2 separate regions of the Sus scrofa genome follow, and region 1 is linked to region 2. The links are chromatin contacts, called in public Hi-C maps. All regions are on one chromosome and are shown on one strand. The core of a region is the stretch at or near the end of the contact, and the rest is flanking DNA. Distances in the headings are between cores, read along the strand shown.

Region 1 (3,204 bases), core at 327-2,826, 560 kb after region 2:
ACTGAAAATGGACAAAGGATTTTCAGAAACACTTCACCAAAGAGGATATGTAAATGACTAATAAATACATGATAAGATACTCAGTATATATAATCATCAGACATGCTTAAATTTAAACACAATGAGATATTTTATACTCACTAGAGTGGTTAAAGTAAAAAAAAAAACAAGAGTTTTGAATTTATATATATATATATATAATTTATTTATTGTGACAAATAACCATGTCTTAATCAAAGGGAGATACCAAATAGCTTATTAGGAAAACTGCTGTGAGTTGTGCTTTGTACAGCTCGGGTCATAGAGTAATTTAAACTTTCCAATGCCAAGTACCTGGGAGGTACTTGAAGCCACAGGAGTCCCCAAAACCATCCGTCTTAAGATACAGCAAGTGTGACATTAATCAGTCATATATTTATGCAACATCTAGGATTTTGGTCTAACTGTATATAACACACACACATAACTAGATAGATATATAGATACATATATAGATAGATAGGTAGACACACGCAACTGTTATATATAATAGTGCCTGTGTGTATTTATATCTACATACATATATATATGCTATGTGTGTACATATGTTTGCAAATATGTATATTTAGGCAAGATAAGTCCTTAGTTGTTGGCTATGATGGGTGAGAGGGGACAGATATTTGTTAAATACTTTAATATAACTTAATTTCAAAATTTTTGAAGTTAGTAATACTGTCCAATTTTATGGATCAGAAAACAGAGTCATACATGGTTAAACAGTAGCATAAAATATGTCATTTTTCCTTTATTTATTACTTTTATTATTCACTTTTATAGAAATAAAAAAGGCTAGCAAATGATGAATCTATGGTTTTAATTCAGTTCTAGGTCTAAAATGTGTGTTAGCTTGACCATTGTACTTTCCTGCCTCTTGTTGGATGGTTCAAAAATGAATCATGGGGAAAGAATTGAAACCCAGAAGAAGAAAAACTTATGTTTAGGGTTGCTCTCAGGACCTTACTGGGACTCAAGTTAGAAATCAACAAACCTGAGTCATAAATTCAAGAAAGCATTGATCATACACATACTATTTGAGTTGCTTTTGTTTTTAAGTACATTTTGGCATATATTTTTCTTGTTAATCTCCACATATCTCAGTGATGCAGGAGCCAGAGGAAGATAGCGAAAATTTATAGCAAGTAAAAGTTGGCAAATGGAAGTTAAAATATACAGTACTCATTATCACTAATTTTAAAATGTATAAAATGTCATTGGTATTTTCTTTATTTCATGTGCTGCTTTTATGATTCTCTTTTACAGGACATAAAAATATTTTAAAGGCTTTCGGTTATAGGTTCATTTGCAACCTCTGTCCCTTAAATCTATTTCCTTTTTCCTCACGAGTTATTAATTTCTCCATTAGGACAGATCCTCCACAGGCACTGGGATCAGTTGTGTGGAGACCATCTGGAGTAGCAGTACTGATCCACACCCCTGGAAGACCCCTGCCGCAGAGACTGCCATTGACGAGAGCCAGGGACACCACTGCGGTGCTGCTCACACCGTAGGCCTCCTTGGCTCTGCCTCCCCACCCTCACTTCATCAGCTATGAATCACACAGGATGGAAAAGAGGAGAGAAGGCAGACAGAAGGCAGGGCTGGCCTCCTTTGGGAAAACCACAGAATCAAAACATCCCAGAATGTATTGCGGGGAAAGGAATGGGAAAACTTTAAGAAATCTTTCGTTTGTCCTTTTTCCTTGTCATATGCAGCCAGATTCGTCTTCTCCCATTAGGAAAGTTGCTGATTGTGGCCTCTAGAGAAGTTTGGGAATGGAGCACAGGCAACCAGGAGAGCACTAAACAATGGATGAGTCTCTCTATGGAAGAGGTGTGGCCCAGGGAACACAAACTCCATTTACTCATATTCGAGTAGGTAAAAGTGCAGTTTTAGCAACATGGTGATGGGTCCAATATAATTTCCGGGGGTCAAGATGAAGTGCCCTCTAAATGTTCTATTATCTCATTGGCCTCCTGCACCACAATTACTATGATTACATGTCTGCAGATGGTGATTTTGGTCTGAACCAACATTATCAATAAATATAGATGCTTCACATACACTGTATTTTAATCTGACTTACATCAGAAAGGGAGAAAACCACTCCTGAAAAGCCAGTGCTTGGAAAATCCCTGGTAAAAATTTTTCCACGAAAAGATGTGAGCATGGCTCAGGTTTGTCAGAAAGGAGCAACTGACAAAAACACTTCTCTATTATTCAGCAAGCCTTAAAAGATTTGCTTACCGTTTTTGTCGGTTGTAAGAGCCAATTTGTAAAAATTCCTCTAGGAAAAAGAATCTTACCTGATGAAGACCCTCCTGATGGCTTCTCAGAAGTTCGAAAGCCGTATTTCACATAATGCTGGGATCTTGAGTCTGGTGAAGGAAGCAGGAGAAGGTAGGGAAGACAGAAACCTTGACTCTAAAATAAAGAGGTGATTCTTAGGTCAGCAGCATGTGCTCTTGGCCGTGTGTGGGTAGGAAAGGTACAGATTTAGTGAAGATGAAATACTAGAAACAACACTAGGCAGAGTTCCCATTACTTAGAGGGAAGGGATGACAAGAAAACTATTGAGTTTGCAACCCCATTGTACTTTTAGATCTGAAGGAGCCAGACAGATACCTGTTACATTAATCGTATGGACCAGAATTTTTCTTCTACCAGCACTAAAAACATAATGAACATAATGGTCAGATGGTAACTATTCATGTTTTTATTTAAGAAAGGGGTGTGTGAGTGTGCATTTTATGTGCTAACACTAGGAAGGAAGAGGTAAGGGTGGGGAGAAGTTTTAATTTTGGGGTGATGTTGCGGTCACAGATATTTGTGCAACGTATGTAATAGAATATATGGCCTACATCTGTTATAAACTGGTGGAGATATTTTCTAGCTGCCTCTGATCAGTTGTTACTGATTTGCTGGTGATGTAAAGCTAAGAAATAGCCTCATTGTTTAAAAACTTACTACAAAAGAAGGATCATTCATGGTAAAGATGAGAGGCAGAGACAAAATAACTCCTCTGTAATGCAGATTTGTTAATAGTCATTCACCGATTTTCAGTAAAATACTCTTCACATAACCTTGACTTTATTAAGGAGTCCTTAAGGTGCATTTGGAAGACAGATAATGAGTTTGGGGAATAGCCTTATCTACATCAAGCTAATC
Region 2 (3,053 bases), core at 525-3,024:
CACCTCCTTCCCCCTTGGTCCTACCCCAGAGGCCCAGTAGGCACCTCAGCGCTTGCCCACATGCCAGGCCTACAAGACTCAAAGGAGGTGGGGGGGACTTAAAAGTTTTAACGACACAGATGCCATATTAAATGAGGCAGTTTTACAATTCACTTTGAATAAGACACTAACTTATTACAAGTGTGTTATCAGAAGGATGATAAGATTTATAACTCCAAGAGTCAGCTTTTCGCCTTAATGACAATGGATGTTAAAGAGAGGAAATCTGTTCTCTATTAGAGGAGATGAGAGTCCCCCTTCCCTGTTTTCAGGCATTTACAGATGCATCCAGGAGGGCAGATACCAAGCCCCTTTGTGTCTCCTTATGAAAAATTCTCCCTTTTCCCCTTTGGCTATGAAACCAGGTCTCCTTGCTGGGTTAGCACCTCGCTCAGATTTTGAGCAGGAGCCCAGGAGAGAAAGAGAGAGAAAGAAAGGGAGATAGATAGAAGTGAGGATGGAAATGTGGAGGGTGGGGGCAGTTCTCAGTCCTCTGGTTCACGCAGCAAAACTATTTCCCTGTCTTTCTTTGCTATACAAAAGATGGCTTTCCCCTAAACCAACACAGTAAGCAAACTTTAAAAAACTGGGGTCCTATTACAAACCAACGCCCAGCACTAACTGCTTTAAAATTACTGCATAATTAGATTTAGTTGAATTTCACCATTAATTAGGCAGCCGCACTGCAGGGAGCCTTTGAAATCTGAGAAAATGGGAAAAATCATCTGAAGCACGTTTTTTAAACCTAACTTCAATAAATCTCGACGAGGCCCGGAATTCAGAGAGAAACTCGCTCCCCTCCCAGGCGGCTGAGGGTAAGGGTCTCCAGGCCTGGGCCAGAGCTCGTATTGGACCGTAAGGGGCCATTCCCCCAGCGCCTGAGAGCTCGACCAGGGCCAAACCACTGTTTCCCCAGAGGCCCTCAGAAGACCCTCTCTGGGAGGTCAGGTCTGTTCCATGGCAGACCTCGCCTCCTCTCAAACCTATTAAAAGGGACCCCCGATGTAGAAGCGCTCCTATTAGGGGCGCCGTCCATGCCGCCTCACACATTTCTAGGACCTGCGACCCCCAGCCCGGAATCGGCCCTCGGCCCCTGCGCACCGGCAGTCAGCTCTCTGCCCCCCGCAAAGCCACCTTTCCCCTAACTTTGCCACGCAAGCAGCAAGTTGTGCCCACGTCCGGCGGGGATCGAAGCCCGGCCCCCACCCCTCAGCTCGGCGGGTGTGTGTAGGGGGTGGTCCCGGCACACCCCCTCCCCCTGCACGGCCCCTGCATTAATGAGCGCGAGAACTGACCGAGGTCTGTTAAATACTGGCCTCCCCCTCCCCTATACCATTCAAACATTTAAGATCTGTGGAGAATACAGACTTTTTCTAATTTGGTTCCTGTTGGGAGAGGAGACCTGAAATAAACTCTCCCTATTACAAGGGGGAGGGGGCGCAGAGATAAGGGGATACTGTATTACCAATATGTTCCCTACCAATTCTGCTGCTTTAATTACAGAATAATCGAGGACCGCACTCACTCGCCAGCTAGAGTTTAAAAGAGGGTTTTCTGCCTGCAGATGGAATGGCCTTTAGCCGCCCCCCCCCCTTTTCTTTTTGGTAACCAATGTGTTTTCTATTACCCGGCCCTGCCGTGCCTGGCAGCCCGGCGCTCGCGGTGCAGTGGGAGACGCCATGTTGGCTCAGCTCATAGGACCAAGTCAAAAGCGAGCTTCGAGGCAGAGTTTCACACGCTCGAGCTCCCCCTGACCGCCCCCCGCCTCCGCCCCCCGCCTGTCGCCGCTTCTTGCACATCCTAGGAGAGCAGCTCGGAGCGCCCGGCACCCCGGACTTTCCGGGGGCGCTGGCGGAATTCCGCCGCACGTAAGTGGGGGGCGGAGGCTGGGGGGCAGGCACTTTTCCTCAGCTGCTGCCAACTCCAGGCCCCGGTCCCTGCAGCCGGCCGGATGCTAACCCAGCCGTCTCCGCGGAACCAGCCCCGGACGTCTCCCGCTAACTTTGAGCCCCAGCCCCTGGCGGCCGGGAGAGAACTAATAGTGAAAGGCCGAGGCAGGGCGGCCGCGAGCCGAGCGAACAGGCTAGGAACCAGCCCCCCCCCCCCCCCGCCCCAGCTCAGTCATTCCCCAGGTTTGTTTGAAAGTGACGAGAAGCAGCGATCGCCCCTCTCTCTCTCTCCTCGGACTATTGTTGCATTTCGCGTCTAACTGGGTTCTCTCACACCCCCGAGCGCCAAGAGGAGGAGGGGGAGCGGGGTTGGGAAAAGAAATAAAGCGAGCTCAGATCAGATAGGGGGGAAAAAAAAACCCAGCAAGGAAAAAGAGACACTTAAAGGGAAAGAGTCGCCATGTTTAGCAGCTTTTTTAAAGATCTCGTCAATTTCACACAGAACGCACTCGCTGGGTCCCAGCCCTCGTCTTTTGTCCAATTCAGTCGAAGCAAAGATCTTTTGTTCTAACTCAGCGTGAAAAGAAAAACTTTCTTTAAATGCAATAAACTTAAACCAAACTCAAGACTCTAAACAGATCCTCCTCCGGCCACTCTAAACATATACAAGGGGTTTTGTTTTAACCGTTTGAAAAATTTTGGGTCCTGTTTTTCTGCCTCGCAGACCCCAAGCTCATTGCTGAAACTTAGAGTGAGAGAGAGATTTCCAACGTCTAGAACACATGCTTTAAGCAGAATAAAACAGGGACTGTCTTTTGCTTTGAAAATCATAAATTATAATTTAATGCCAATAATAATTTACAACAAATGGCTGTTTACAATAAACTAACACAAAACAAACAAGGAAAAGGGCCTGTGTTTTACTTATTAGAGAAACTTCACACACTCACATGGATAGCACTTGCAAGAGAAGAAAATAAACAACAAGCTACAAAACCTCAATCTAGAGGTCAGCGATGTTCTGCCATAAGAACATACTTATATTTATGTATGTATATATCTACAGAAAGAAGCTGAGGGTCAGATGGAGAACTCTGCTCAAATGCACAAATCAGACAGATTTTT

What was found. A called contact is a pair of places that touch in the nucleus more often than the background predicts.
Region 1: a contact with region 2 is called in a Hi-C map of embryonic fibroblasts, with 2.3 times the contacts expected there. The contact joins two enhancer-like sites. A contact is called at or near these places in 4 of 47 Hi-C or Micro-C datasets (embryonic fibroblasts, fetal skeletal muscle and liver) and 1 of 2 datasets of contacts at active chromatin or transcription factors (skeletal muscle).

What each region holds. Positions count from the first base shown.
Region 1 is chr7:83,632,790-83,635,993 of Sscrofa11.1, forward strand. No RefSeq gene overlaps it. Among named protein-coding and RNA genes, the nearest start is that of NR2F2, 540 kb to the left of the region's middle. Within about 2 kb of position 1,577, at least 3 of the 83 cell types and tissues checked have an H3K27ac peak or open chromatin away from gene starts, as enhancers often do. A contact at or near this core is called in embryonic fibroblasts, where this site is marked.
Region 2 is chr7:83,073,372-83,076,424 of Sscrofa11.1, forward strand. It overlaps a transcript of NR2F2 not described here. Among named protein-coding and RNA genes, the nearest start is that of NR2F2, 15 kb to the right of the region's middle. Within about 2 kb of position 1,775, at least 42 of the 83 cell types and tissues checked have an H3K27ac peak or open chromatin away from gene starts, as enhancers often do. A contact at or near this core is called in embryonic fibroblasts, where this site is marked.